5 separate regions of the Mus musculus genome follow, and regions 2, 3, 4 and 5 are each linked to region 1. A link is a contact called in public HiChIP or PLAC-seq data. All regions are on one chromosome and are shown on one strand. The core of a region is the stretch at or near the end of the contact, and the rest is flanking DNA. Distances in the headings are between cores, read along the strand shown. Region 1 holds the start of Slc25a33 (solute carrier family 25, member 33). Region 2 holds the start of Ube4b (ubiquitination factor E4B). Region 3 holds the start of Car6 (carbonic anhydrase 6). Region 4 overlaps Gm13067 (a long non-coding RNA gene). Region 5 has its middle 7.6 kb from the start of Mir34a.

The links. HiChIP or PLAC-seq counts read pairs in DNA pulled down with a chosen protein or histone mark.
Region 2: an HNF4G HiChIP or PLAC-seq map of pancreatic cancer cells shows a contact between it and region 1. The contact joins the promoter of Ube4b here to the promoter of Slc25a33 in region 1. A contact is called at or near these places in 1 of 39 promoter capture datasets (the SN4741 cell line), 2 of 484 Hi-C or Micro-C datasets (B cells and natural killer cells), 1 of 115 datasets of contacts at active chromatin or transcription factors (pancreatic cancer cells) and 1 of 9 other capture datasets (liver).
Region 3: an H3K27ac HiChIP or PLAC-seq map of microglia shows a contact between it and region 1, with 4 times the contacts expected there. The contact joins the promoter of Car6 here to the promoter of Slc25a33 in region 1. A contact is called at or near these places in 2 of 39 promoter capture datasets (liver and stem cell-derived epiblast-like cells) and 1 of 115 datasets of contacts at active chromatin or transcription factors (microglia).
Region 4: an H3K27ac HiChIP or PLAC-seq map of embryonic stem cells shows a contact between it and region 1, with 9 read pairs. The contact joins the enhancer-like site here to the promoter of Slc25a33 in region 1. A contact is called at or near these places in 9 of 39 promoter capture datasets (the 3T3-L1 cell line, the C10 cell line, cranial neural crest and 5 more), 1 of 15 datasets of contacts at CTCF or cohesin (the NIH/3T3 cell line), 1 of 484 Hi-C or Micro-C datasets (liver), 11 of 115 datasets of contacts at active chromatin or transcription factors (embryonic forebrain, embryonic stem cells, epiblast stem cells and 6 more) and 1 of 9 other capture datasets (adipose tissue).
Region 5: a contact with region 1 is called in an H3K27ac HiChIP or PLAC-seq map of the NIH/3T3 cell line, with 3 times the contacts expected there. The contact joins the enhancer-like site here to the promoter of Slc25a33 in region 1. A contact is called at or near these places in 8 of 39 promoter capture datasets (the 3T3-L1 cell line, cranial neural crest, frontonasal cranial neural crest and 4 more), 1 of 15 datasets of contacts at CTCF or cohesin (the NIH/3T3 cell line), 2 of 484 Hi-C or Micro-C datasets (B cells and liver), 14 of 115 datasets of contacts at active chromatin or transcription factors (the 230-238 cell line, the NIH/3T3 cell line, T-cell acute lymphoblastic leukemia and 9 more) and 1 of 9 other capture datasets (bone marrow-derived macrophages).

The regions. Positions count from the first base shown.
Region 1 is chr4:149,772,869-149,775,600 of GRCm38.p6, forward strand. Slc25a33 (solute carrier family 25, member 33) reads right to left here and starts at 1,399. Exons shown (of 7, transcript NM_027460.2): 1 at 1,132-1,399. The coding sequence starts at 1,187.
Region 2 is chr4:149,425,268-149,427,967 of GRCm38.p6, forward strand. Ube4b (ubiquitination factor E4B) reads right to left here and starts at 1,364. Exons shown (of 27, transcript NM_022022.3): 1 at 615-1,364. The coding sequence starts at 638.
Region 3 is chr4:150,199,779-150,202,478 of GRCm38.p6, forward strand. Car6 (carbonic anhydrase 6) reads right to left here and starts at 1,357. Exons shown (of 8, transcript NM_009802.2): 1 at 1,259-1,357. The coding sequence starts at 1,331.
Region 4 is chr4:150,040,214-150,042,913 of GRCm38.p6, forward strand. The region is part of intron 5 of Gm13067 (a long non-coding RNA gene); the gene reads left to right. Among named protein-coding and RNA genes, the nearest start is that of Gm13067, 12 kb to the left of the region's middle. Within about 2 kb of position 1,303, at least 19 of the 459 cell types and tissues checked have an H3K27ac peak or open chromatin away from gene starts, as enhancers often do. A contact at or near this core is called in embryonic stem cells, where this site is marked.
Region 5 is chr4:150,059,467-150,062,166 of GRCm38.p6, forward strand. No RefSeq gene overlaps it. Among named protein-coding and RNA genes, the nearest start is that of Mir34a, 7.6 kb to the right of the region's middle. Within about 2 kb of position 1,290, at least 160 of the 459 cell types and tissues checked have an H3K27ac peak or open chromatin away from gene starts, as enhancers often do. A contact at or near this core is called in the 230-238 cell line, B cells, the NIH/3T3 cell line and 4 more, where this site is marked.

The DNA.
Region 1 (2,732 bases), core at 149-2,648:
ACACATTTATATAAAGTGAGGGTGCCTTCTAAGGCTTACTCTCAAAGGTTAATACCAATGAAGACATGGATAGGAGGAATGAAGGCCTGACAGAAATGGATGAACAAGAAATTCCTCCTGCCTAGGCACAACCATTAAAGCTATCTGACGGGTGAAAGGTACTGCCAGCCTGCCAGGTAAAAGGACCAAGGCACCAGAAACCCTTTCATCACCGTTATTTTCTGGATAACCCTTTCATTAACCATTACTTTCTAGTATATGGAACTGTTTAGGTCCAGTTATAGTTCTCAAGTGAAGATGATAACACAGGAAAAACGCTGCATGTTATGTAAAACTTAAATAGCTGGGCTAAATCTCAAAGAGCTCTTCATGACCCCAGGGCTGGGGACACAGCTCCATAGATAGTTTGAAAAACCAGCACCAAAAGGGTCCCAAGCCACTAGCAGCTATGACAAAAGGAAAAGAAAAATACTATTTAAAAAAGAAAACCCCAAACTTTCGTTTTTTTAGGGGGTTAATTCAGCTCCTAGTTGTATCCTCCTATCATGATGTGTTCCTCCACTGAAAATCACTGAAAGGTGCTTTAGGATCGATTAGCACTGACCAACCTTCCGAGGTCCCCATTTACCGTCCCACGTGGTGCAGACCAGCATCCGTTCCCCCCCAACCCCCCATACTCCGCAGGGCAGGCCACGGGCTGCCCTGCGACACCTGCCCGCAGCTCTGACCCAGCGCAGTACCTCCTGGGCTAGCTGCCCCGGGACCTCCAGCATCCGCACCTCTGCAGCGGTGAGTGACCGCAGCGTGATCAGGAAAACGCCAGGAGGCCGGAGCCACAGGGGCTCGGCGCGATCGCCCCTGGTGACAGTCACACCAGCCAGGAATTGTTCAAAAGGAGAATACGGCGAGAGGCGGCCGGTGGGTGGGGGATGGGACCGCGGACGCGCCGGGTGGAAAGCCGCCGTGCCGGCTGACCCCGCGGTGGGGACGCCGAAGCCACGACCCTCCTGGGCTGCCCGTCCTGGCTTCACCCCAGTCCGCGACGGACGGGAAACGCGGATTCCCAAGGCCACGGCACGCAGGGGGAGAAGGCCGGGGCTGAGGCGAGAGCAGCTCGGGCCCCAGACTCACCCGCCGGCGAAGAGATGAAGCAGCGTGTTCTCTTTCTGCTGAGTGCCCGTCGCCATGGCCGCGCCGGCTCCGCGGCCCGCCGCAGCCGCTCGTGGGACGCGCGAGGTCTTGAGCTCCGCTGGCTTCGCTGCCTTCCTCAGGCAGCCGCCGACGCGCCCATGCGCGCGGGAGGCCCAGGCGCCCGGCTCCCTCCGCGGCGTCGCGCCCGGCCAGTCAGCGGCCTCTGCGGCGCTTTCCAGCCGCTAGGCAGAGAGCCTAGCGCGCGGCCGTCACGTGGCGGAGGCCGGGCCGTGACGTCGCGGGGCGCGGCGCGGCGGAGGTGTGGGCCCGGATCCCGTACGCCTATTGGACGGCAGGTGGATGTGGGCGTGGCGGTCGTGCAACGCGGGGCGGGATCAGGCCCCGAAGGGCTGCTCAGGATAATAAGAGGATGACCAGCAAACTGGTCAAAGCTGCTTGGTCCTTCTCAGAGGCTGGAAACTGAGTGTGTAACCATGCCCTATGCTCCAAACCTCTTCTTCTTTTTCTTCTTTTTAAAATTATGTTTATGTGTGTGTGATTTGTTTTTTTTTAAGACAGTCTTACATTGCAGTCCTGGACTGCCTGGAACTTGCCATGTAGACCAAGCTTGGCCTCAAATTCACATTTTATCCGCCTGCCTCTGCCTCCCAAGTGCTGGGCCTAAAGGCGTGCGCCACCACTACCCAGCACCTTGGAACTTTCTATGTAGACCAAGATAACCTCGAAGTCACATTGATCCTTTTGCCTCTGCCTCTCCAGTGCTGAGATTACCCAGCTGTTTTTTGTGGTTTTTATTGTGTGTTTTTAAGGGATGTCATGGGTTCACACATGCCACTGTCTAATGGTGAAGACCAGAGCACAGCTTGCAGGAGTCAGTTTTGCCTATTCATCATGCAGGTCCCAGGAATTGACTTGTTTTTTGAGACAGGGTTTCTCTGTGTAGTTCTAGGTGTTCTGGAACTTACTGTGTAGACCAAACTGGCCTCAAACTCACAGATCTACCTGCTTCTGCCTCCTGAGTGCTGTGATTGAAGGCATGAGCCACCATGCCTCACGGGTCCCAGGAATTGGACTCAAGTTGTCGGATTTGGCTGCAAGTACATTTACCCTGAGCTCCCGATCTTTTTAAGAATTTCATTCTGTAATATTTCCATGTATAAACATGTATGGTGATTACATATTACATCTCACAGCTCTGAGCTTAAATAGGAAAAAAAAAAAAAAAACACGTCACCTAAACAGCCTGCCCTCCTCTAGCCTACCCTTAGTGTTTTGTGTGTTCTTGATCTTTCTATAAATAGCATTATATTTGGTATGTATTTTGCAGTGTGAATTTTGTACTGTGTGCGCTGATGCTCGGACTTGAGCGACCCAGATCGCTCCTCCCCTTAAATATCCTGGACCACTGCCACAGTGAGCCTGGCATCTTCTTACCTCCAGGTCTGGCTCTTGGCTGGGCTTTGCCTGGTTGCCCTGGCAGCACCCTGATCACATGGCTTCGGTGACTCCATGTGGGCTCGTGTACTCACTCTGTTTTATTCAAACTGTTTGTCCCATTCTGGAATGCAAGCTCCATGGGA
Region 2 (2,700 bases), core at 114-2,613, 350 kb before region 1:
TGTAACTACCTCTCAAACACAAAGGTACCTTTGATAATTTATTACAATGAAATGGTCACATGTATCTGGGATTTCAAATCCTTCCCTTTAAAACTGCCATTAAACATCATGATTTTATGCAAAATTGTTCTTTAAAACCCCCGACGACGCAGACACACACAATATACCACGATCTAAATCGCGCCCCTCTTTCTCGAACACCCTTTTAAAAAGATTGAACACCTTCAAGATGCTCCTCACCACCCCACCCCCGTCTTCAGACCCTAAAAGAAAGAAAAGCGAGTGGAGTTCCGAATGAAGAAACGAGAGAGAATAAAGGAGAATAAAACGAGAGACCCTCTTGCATTCTCTATCTCTGGAGAATTTTAGTGATCGAGTAAACATACTGAGACGGTAGCCCAAAGTGGAGCCAAGGGCTTCTTACAATACAGCCAACCTGATGATGAATGACTACTTCCATTATATTTCATTATTCTTGAAAATGCCATCTCCGTTGCCTCCCCAATCCCAAGAGCCCGACACCACCAGGGCAAAAATCTGTCCCCATCCAAAGCGCCAAAGAGTTGCCAAGTAATCCTTTCAAGGTGCCCCCCCCCACGCCCCAGCCTCCTCACCTCGTCAGCGCTCAGCTCCTCCATCGCTTTCCTCTTAATGGTGAAAGGCGTTAGAGAGATCCTTCAGTTCTTGAGACCAGGGCGGGAGCAAAGGAAGAGTGGAAGGTATCTATCGGGCTGTCTGGTCCCCCAATGGGGGAGGTTTCAGAATTGCATAGTCAGAGGTTAAAAACTAAGAACACGAGGCACTGAATCGCCTTGGCTTCGGCCGCTCGCACCGCCGCAGCCTCCTCCAGCAGCAAGCGCCCAGAGCTGCCGCCTCTGGCCACGGCCACCGCTATGGGGTCCTCTCCAGGCGCCACTGACTCCCCTCAGCTTCCCAGGTTACCCAGGGCGGGCGGCGCGGTCTCCAGCTCGGCTCGTGCCCGCTGCGCGCCGTGTCTTCGTGGCGGTGACGCGGCAGCTGCGTTTTTTTCTCCCGCAGACCCTGCTCCGGGTCCCACCCCTGGGCCCAGGCGGGAACAGCTCCACTGCACACTGGATGCCCCCGAGGCGCGGCGACCCTACAGCAGCCCAGGCAGAGCCCAGCACCGGACCGGGAAGCCCCTCCCCTCTAAAAGCAGGCCAGGCTCGCCCCGCCTCCACGCGAGAACCCCGGTGGGGGGCAGGGGAGGGACGGGACTGGCGAAGCCCTCGCTGGAAGCGTAAATCCTCCTACCCCTCCAACCCTACTCTTACCCCCTCGCCCCACCAAGAATTATTCATCAAAACAACAGGGCGGCCATCTTTGAAAGGGGTCACGTGACCCTCGCCGGGGAGGCGGGGCTTCTCGCTCTGGGATTCGCCAGCCAATAAGCAGCGGGCGTCGCGCCGCCGATTTCCTCTTCGCTTGCATCCTGTCCCCGCCCCCTGCCCCACCCCCTCTTCCCTGAGCGGCGCCAGGCGGGGGGAGGGGCGAGAGGGGCTGCTAAGAGGAGACGAGGAGGAGGCGGGGCGGACAGTCACCATGGAGACTGAGCGGAGGCGAGGGGCGCGGTGGGCGGGGCCCAGGTAGAATTGCTGAGGGCAGGATGTGCCAATCCGAATATGGCCCTTCCACGGGCTCTCCCCTGCGCCTTGGGTTTCTGCGGTGCTAGTTTGTTCCCATGTGGATCCTGCTGTGGAGTGACTTGGAAATCCTCCAGGATGCTGCAAGCCGGCTACAGACATTAGAAGAACTGAGGAATCGGAAACACATTTGCTTTCTGCAGGGAGCATTTAGCACCATCCTGCAAATACCTTGTCCCACTCTTTTCCTCCCCCAGGAAAACCCATGGAAGAAAACTAACAGGATCTTAATTTTATTTTACCTTGTTCTTTTAGAGAGGTGCTCTGCTTTAAGGGTGTAGAGACTCAAATTATTGAGAAATGTATTGAACAATGACTTAGTAACTAACCCTTTGTAATGCCAGCTCGGCCGGACAACAAAAACTTACTTTACAATCAATGTATAAATACAAATTGAAAAATCTAACAGAACCGTGAAAATCCAGATTTTGCCACAAAGTATATATCGTATGGCTTACAAAAGCCATAATCATCTCGTTCTTAATTGTTCTTGAGACAGAATCTTGCTATGTATTTCAGATAGCCCCAAATTTGAAATCCTGCCTGAACGCTGGGGTATGCACCACCATCACAGATTACCCAACTATAACATTAATGTATGTATATGTGTATACATGTATGTATTTGAAACAGGGTCTCGCTGGCCTGGAACTCACAGAGATCTGCCTGCCTCTGCCTCCCAAGTGCTAGGGTTCATTACCGGCTACTCTTAGCTGAACTATAATCTTAAACATTCCACTCCTGTTTAAAAGAGTTACAGTTGATCTTATCCAAGGGGACAAGAAGTGACTAAAATAGTTACAATTTGTTTGCTACATGCTAAAAATGGGAACATGACTATTAGATATGCAAAGAGTCTGTGAGTAAAATTAAATCGCTGCAGGCTTTTCAGGACTGCATTCTACTTTCCAGGAAATGAATTCTGTGTAAGCCATTTTGCACCCCTAGTTACACTGATGTCAATTACATTGTTTTTCTGAAAACATGATAATTGCCATGTAGCCTCAGATTAAATCACACAAGTAAAGTATACAATGGC
Region 3 (2,700 bases), core at 107-2,606, 430 kb after region 1:
TGAACTCACAAGAGGTCTGGCTGCCCCTGTTCCCTGAGTATGGGATTAGAGAGTCACCATGCGCAGCTCCGTTCAGCGCTTTTTAGTTGTGGATCCTTGCAGGGTAGCTTTGAATGAGCACACAGCTTGTTCTAGTCACGGTGCTCGGGTTGGGGCCTCTTGGTTTGCAGTCAACAAAAAAGTTAATTATTTTCTCCCCACTGCTCAATAATTCAAACCAAGTTTCGAGCACAGCCCCTCCCTTGATCCAGCGCTTTGGGTCTGGGTCTCAAGGCTAGTGGGAAGGAGCCAGGTGCATAGCTCAACTGTAGAGCTTCCGTAGCACATACAAGGCCGGTCTCCAACCCTAGTGCTAGGGGAAAAGAGACAGAGAACCTCAGGCATTCACAAAAGTTACCCTGTTCTCCAGGCCCACTGGGGGGCCGTGAGAGGGAGACCTTCAGTATGGGAATCTACGAAACCATAAGGAAGATGGGGATTTGCCATACGAATCCTCCATCTCATGTCACCCCTGAAGCTCTGCCGGTCTGAAGACACTGAAAAGCCACCATGCTCCCAGGCAGGCGTGCGTTCCATCTCCCAACAGGTAACGTACGGAACTGCCCTCTGAACGGGATTATCTGAGCCTCCACAATGTCCCTGACTGTCACCTTCATCTAGGACTTATAGTCTGCTCTGGATGTGTGTCCTGTGTGAGAGGGAGTTGGTCCTATGTCCCTCTGGCCTCCTGCACCATCCAGCAGCCTACAGCCTCTCCAGGCACTATGACCCCCAACCCAGTTCTAGGAAGCTACAAGTGGGAAGATTCTCCTTGAGGAGTCTGACTGAGCATCTGAAGGTCAGGTCAGTGAGCTCTGGCAGAGGCAAGGTATCCTGGATGAGTTGTGAGCAGGCACATTCCTGAGGAGGAAGCGGTCTGTGATTTAGTAGTCTCTATGAGGCCTTGGTTGTCCTTTCTAGAAGCCATTTTGTCACATATTCTGATACCAATAACAACCTCACAGTGAGAAGTGGGTTCTCAAAGAAGCCAGTCCTGGATGGGGAAAGATTTTAAAGCTGCCAAGTAAAGCCAGGCAGAGGCAGGGAAACCCTGTCTCCTCTTCTCACTCATTGGGGTTTTAAGTCTATTTGTTGTTCATTCAGAGATAGCAAAACACATGTGAACCCACAAGGAGCAGGTGGACCCCGACAGAGGACCCACATGCAGTGCAGAGGGCTGCTTTGTCACTCTGTCCTGAAGTGCCAGGTGTTGGCTTACCTGAATAGCTCCAATCACTGTGGGCCTGGATGCCCAGGAAGAACAGGGACACCACGCTCACCAGGGCCCTCATGGCAGATGCTGTAGCCCTGAATGCAGGACAGGTTCTGGGCTGCACTTCTTTTAAATGCCCAGAAACTGTAAATAACAATTTACCAGGTCCAGCTGGCTGATCCGCCCTTGCTGCGCCCACTGAGCAATAACACCCTCCCCACAATGGCCCTTCTGACTTGGTGCCTGTGCACGTGCCTCACCTCCTCCCAGGGCATTACCATAGCCAATTAGCCCATGTCTGGTTGTTCAACATCTTTGGGAACTCAGTTCAGTGGCCACACAGTGCAGCCATTGTGGACCTTGGATGATGAGCGAGCTGGAGGGATTGAGAAGAGCCCGAGGCACAGCGCACCCGGAAGCAGGGGCTTCCAGGACAGTGGCCTTATGTCCTCTGCCCTTTCTCCTGGCTGCTGAGTGAAGTCACCAGGGTCTGAAAACCATGCCAGATTCCAGTTGGTATTTCCTGCCTGTCCCAGAGTGGACATAAGAACATCCCTGATGGCTCAAGGGTTGACCCCCATTCCCTGGCCAGCTAGGCAACTGGGAAGATAGTCTTATATCCTAGCTTTAGGCAAGAACAGGAGGAGCCCAGTTAGAGGCAGAGATAGGTTTATCCAGCCCTTGACCTTGGAGCCAGGCTTTTCTCTTTTTTTGAAGAGCAGCCAGTGCTCTTAACTTCTGAGCCATCTCTCCAGCCCTCAGCCTGCTTCCTTCCTTCCTTCCTTTCTTTCTTTCTTTCTTTCTTTCTTTCTTTCTTTCTTCCTTTCTTTCTTTCTTTCAAAAATTTATTTATTTTATGTATGTGAGTACACTGTAGTTGCACAGACTGTTGTGAACCTTCATGTGGTTGTTGGGAATTTTAGGACCTCTGCTAGCTCTGGTCGGCCCCACTTGCTTAGTCTCTGCTCGATCCAGCCCAAAGATTTATTTATTATTATAAATAAGTACACTATAGCTGACTTCAGACATACCAGAAGAGAGTGTAAGATCTCATTATCGGTGGTAGTGAGCCACCATGTGGTTGCTGGGATTTGAACTCAGGACCTTCAGAAGAGCAGTCAGTGCTCTTGCCTGCTGAGCCATCTTGCCAACATGGAGCTGGGCTTTTGAGCTACATCTGTACACATGCCTTGGAGACACTGAGGTAGAGGAGGTGTGGGTGCTCCTATGTTCCTGGGGATTTGTTCTGACAGCTACAGTGCACTTGGGAACACCAAGGCTGAGTCCAAAAGTTGCCTGATCCTTGTGCATCTATGTAGATAATGAAAGAGAAATTGGTATTATGCCTGCCTGATTAGCCAGCGTATCCCATGTCCTTCAGAGACGCAAAGGTGTAGGCAGGTGGGGCTCCTGGAGGGAGCTGGCCAGATGCAAAGAACTGATCTGCT
Region 4 (2,700 bases), core at 53-2,552, 270 kb after region 1:
TGTCTCAAAAAGAAAAGGAAGGCTAAGCGTGGTGGGTGGCATAGGCCTTTAGTCCCGGCTCTTGGGAGGCAGAGGCAGGAGGATCTCATTGAGTTCAGACCCAGCCTGTTCTACATTTCCAGGTGCAGGACAGTCAGAACGAAAGAGAGAAGCCCTGTCTCAAACAAAACAAAACAATGTAACAAAATGTAACAAAGTGGAAAGGAAAGGGAAACCTGAGACCAGCAAGACGATTCAGGGACAAAACTGACTTCTGCAAGTCCTCTGATGTCCACACGTGGGCTTTATAAATGAGCATGTATGTGGGTGACTATGCTGCCCTGGCCGTCACTGGCTGACTATGCTGCCCTGGCCATCACTCTCTCCTCAATGCAGAGACCCTGGAGGGAGGGAGGATCTGTGTCCAGGGTTACCCCTGTGGCAAGGTGTGCTGCCCTTCAGGGAAGACGAGACATTGTGGAACAAAAGGCTGAGTGAGGTTTTCCATTGCTCACATTACAAATGAGAAAACTGAGGTTCAGGGAAGTTGAAGCTTTCAAAGGTCACCACGAAGCAGCTCAGTGGGTAGAAGGAGAGAAGTGACTCCCGAAAGCTGTCCTCTGATTGCCACACACTTCCAACCTGTCCTCTGACAGACAGACAGATACACACACACACTCACCCCACATAAAGTAATTAATCAGTTAATTAATTAATTATTTGTAAAAGGAGAGGAAGAGAGAAAGGAAGAAAACTAGGCTTGCCAGTACATGTCTGTCTTGTAAGCCCAGCTCTTGGGAGGCAGAGGCAGGAGGATCAGGAGTTCAAGGCCATCCTGAGCTGCACAGTGAATCTGAAGCCACCTGACATTTGAAACTATGTTTCAGGCTGGGCGTGGTGGCACATGCCTTTAATCCCAGCATTTGGGAGGCAGAGGCAGAGGCAGTGGAATTTCTGAGTTCAAGGCCAGCCTGGTCTACAGAGTGAGTTCCAGGACAGCCAGGACTACACAGAGAAACCCTGTCTCAAAAGAGAGAGAGAGAGAGAGAGAGAGAGAGAGAGAGAGAGAGAGAGAAGAAAAAAAGAAGGAAGGAAAGAAAGAAAACAGAAAGAAAGAAAAGAAAAAAAACCCATGTCTCAAAAAAATATTTTTTCTTCTGTTTTTAAGAAAAAAAGAAAGCAGGCTTAGAGTGAGTTAGGGGAAAGTTCATTTGACTCTTGGGAAGACAAGGCCTCATAGGAAGGACTTTCATAGAGGAATGATGTGGGCTGCCCTCCTGTATGAATCACTCCTGACTCTGTGTTGATCATGGACTCTGGTGAGCAAGGGTCGAGTGACACCAGGTAGGACACCAGGCAGTCACACAGTCAAGAGCAGTGGAGTGACTGGGAGATTAGAAACAACGCATGTGTCAGGAAGGTAGAGGAGTCCTGAGGCGGAGTGCTTTGGGTGGGGGCAGCAGGCTCGGCTGCTGGATGGGATAGCCTATGGTACGTGAGTATCTGGAGCCCTGGCAGGAGGAAGTTGCTGTCTTCAGAGCTGGGGTGGCCCCAGAGAAGTACCATGAATAAGTGGGGTACAGCTGGGACCTTAGCTTTGTGTGTGATGTTCCTCTACGCATCCTGGGACTTTGCACTGATAATTGAGTTGGAGGATAGGGCGTGACTTCAGGTGTTAATGTTACTGGGAGTCCTGAGTAGACAGGAATGTTAGGGAAGAGAATAATAGTGTAAGGGCCAAGCCCTGGTATCCTCCAGCTAGAAGAGAGAGGCAAGCAGAGGAGGAGCCCGCAGAAGAGACCCGTGAATGACAGGAGGCACTGCTGAGGGCCCTGAGGGTGATAACTGCAAAGACCAGGAGTCAGAGCTCCAAAGACCAGGAATCAATGTGCCGTCAGCCCTCCACATCAGAGGCTCCGAACCAATGGCTGGATGGATTGATAGGGGGATCCCTCAAGACATGGGCAAGATATAAATAGGATTTGTTGTTTGGGTTTTTTTTTTCTTCCTTCCTTTTTCCATTCTTTGCGTGTGTGTGTGTTCGTCTGTCTGCCTCTCTCTCTGTATGTGTGTATGTATACACATTTACATATGTGCAGGCACAAGTATGTGGGGTGTCCATGAGCGTAGGTGTGTGTATGTGCATGTGAGACCCCGAGGCTGGCATTGGGATTCACCCTCAAGGGCTTTTCCACCTTCGTCAATGAGGCAGGGCCTCTCAATCAAACCCAGAGCTCACCAGTGCAGCCAGTCTAGCTACCCAGATTACTCGGGAGGTCTCTTGTCTCTGCCTTCCAAGGCTGAACTTCAGGTGGGCCAACAAGTCCATGCAGCCTTTAGGTGGATTCTTGGGATCTGAACTCTGGACCCCATATTTAGGTAGCAGGTGCTTAATCACCAAGTTGTATCACAGCCTATGGGCTGTGGTGGTGCTGTTTTGTTTTGTTTTGTTTTGTTTTTTGAGACAGGGTCTTCTTATTTAGCCCAGGCTGGCCTGGAACTAAAGGTCCTTCTGTGTCAGAGTCTCATGTCCTGGGATTACAGGAACATTCCACCACACCAGGATTTGAAAGCAGCTTTAATGCTGCCTCCCTAACCCACTAGACATGAAATCAAGAATCACTCAGACTTGGGGGTCAGGGAAAGGCAGAGTCAGCACAGCAAGGTGAATGGCTGCTGGCCAGTGAGCTATCTGATCTGTAGACCCCATTGGTGGACGCC
Region 5 (2,700 bases), core at 40-2,539, 290 kb after region 1:
GATGTTGGTGGGAACCAGCTGTGGGGTCACTAGTGTGATGGTGGATGTTGGTGGGAACCAGCTGTGGGGTCACTAGTGTGATGGTGGATGTTGGTGAGAACCAGCTGTGGGGTCACTAGTGTGGTGGTGGTGGGAACCAGCTGATGTCACTAGTGAGACCCATGGGATGCTTGGAACTAGGTGGCAAGAGGAAAGTTGGCCTGGCAGATCACCCCAGGCTGGGGTCTGTTTCCTTGCAGAGACAAGGAGCCCACAGGCTTGCCCTTGCTACAGGGAGGAGCTCTTACAAGCAAGGACCCTCAGAACTGAGGGTCACCTGAGTCACTGTCGGTGAATTCCACAGAAGGAAAGGGGCTTTCAGAGGGTGGGGGCAGCTTCTCCACCACAGGGCTATTAACATTTAGATCAAAGTCCTTGTTTGGGGGGACTGTCCCGTGAGCTAGAATGCCCAGCATTTCCAGCCCCCGCCCAGGGCAGCAAACACATATGTTTTCAGACATTGCCAGAGCCCCTTGGGAGGCAAACCGTCTTCCGCAGCAGTTCTGGTCAGAGGCTTCAGCGGAGGGCTTTCTGGGACCACAGCTCAGTGCCTGAAGCGGCCACTGGCTTGGTACCGCTTCCTTTGTTCCTTCCTGAGAAGCTGAGCTCATTGGCTTGGTGGGGTGTTTTCATTGACTCACCAGCTGTAACCACAAGTGGCCTTCCTACTTGGGGGGATCCCAGATGACTTTATCATGGGAGTTGGTATGTAAATACATAATTCTTCTTTTTCTAAATTGAAGCTAGTAGACACCCCTCACTACACACACACACACACACACACACACACACACACACACACTTTAGCCTAGCCTGGTAAGTGCTTTCTTAGCCCATTACGAGCCTGCAGCACTGCACCTTGCCCTGAGGTTTTCTGCAGCCAGCCAGCGTCTTGCTGGTTTGGGCTCCAGCCCCAGGGTCTGGTGGATGATGTAAGAGCCAGGGAAGTTGGTTGTGTTTGTGGGATTTTTTTTTTTAGGCCTTCTATCCAAGGCCTGGTGTGGGGGAAAGACAGAAGCCCGACTATGTGAACAGAGGGGTCAGAATCCTAGGTGGACTACTGGAGCCTGCCCAGGGTACTGACCCCGTGTGGAGGACCGGCTCCTGGAACGAGGCCTGGCGTGTCAGTCGGTTCCTCTTGGGGTAGCTGAGCGAAGGTGCTGGCTTTGAGTTGAGGCTTCATAAAGTGTTCCTCGCAGACAGGCACACCCTGCGTGAGGCCCGAGACCTGCCGGGCCACTCCCAGCCGCGGGCAGCTGCCTCCTGTTGCTGTGTGAATTCCATCAGGGCGACTCTCTGCTCCTTCCTCTGCCTCTCTACTACCTTAGGAAATCTGGGGTCTGTTTTTCCGGTTTGAGTCTTACAGTTGGGAACCCACCCTGCATCTATTGGGAAACTCTCTGTGTGTCTCCAGCTTCCCCATTGGGCTCTCACTGGGTCTCTTCTGCTGTGACTCTCCAAGACTCCCCTTCTTTGGACAGCTCAGAAGCACATGGTCCGAACCCAAGGGTCAGACATCCATCCGGCTTCGTTGTAAACACTGTGTCTGTGACCTTCTACCCAGACGGGGCTGTGTGTGTAGACGCTACCCCCGTGCCAGGCACGGGGTCAAAGGGAAGAGAAGCGAAATCTGCCTGCTCAGGCCTCTTGATCCTGGGTAACAGGGAAATTGCCAATGATGCTCGCAGCCCAGAGCCCCTGTCCCCCACCCCAGCTATGCCAATCAGCACCTCGGTGAGTCCAGCAAACCAAGCCATCCCCTAACAAACCAGCAGCACCCAAGAACTCAGGGATTCTTTTTGAAGTTTAGGAGCAAGAGGGACAGATGGGCCCTGTGTGCTCACAGCAGAGCTTAGGGAAGAGGCCCGGCACAGCCTCTGGGCTCCTAAAGGCCACTGCCCATGCCTTTCCACGTCTCTGGACAGCTCTAGGTTCTGTGGATTCCAGTGTCTGTGGTAGACGGAGCCAGCCCATGGATGGACAGTGGAACTGCTTCCTCCAAAGAGCTTGCCCACAGAGATAGAACAGCCCTAAGATATGGCCGTGGCCAGGCTAACTTCCAGACCAGGCCCCACCCAGCCTCACCCGCATGACTGACTATACAGGCTAGCGTGCTCAGGTGTGGGACTGGGGATTTTCCTCCCTCTCCCCTCTTCCCCTCTCCTCTTTGTTCTTCCTTTACTCCCTCTGGCTTTTGGGTCAGCATCCAGATGACTCAGGGAGACGACTCAGTGCCTGCTTCCCTGGGCAAAGGAACAGCGGCGGCGGGGAGGGACAAGGGACAGGTGAGTGCACACCTCTGCAGGGGCCCAGGTAGGTGCTGGCAGCTAGCCCAGCTCCTAGCAGCTGTGCCCGCCTGAGGGGGCAGTGAGCTGAGCAGGTCAGACAGGTGGAGCCAGCCGGCCTGGCTACCCATCCCCAGCCACTCGGGGCCTCCCTTGGTTTACTGAGAAGTGAACCACCCTTTTCTTTCTCCCACTGCCTTAGTTGCCTGGCGCCCTTAGGGACCGTTTCCAACATTGGACAAGGACATTGGGAGTGGAGAACGGATTGCCAGTTGGCCTTGGAGAAGCACGTGTGGTTTTCAGGCCCTTGGCTCTGAGAGGCAGATCTCTCTCACAAGGAGCCCAAATGGTTTGTGGCAAATTGAGGAGACAGGTC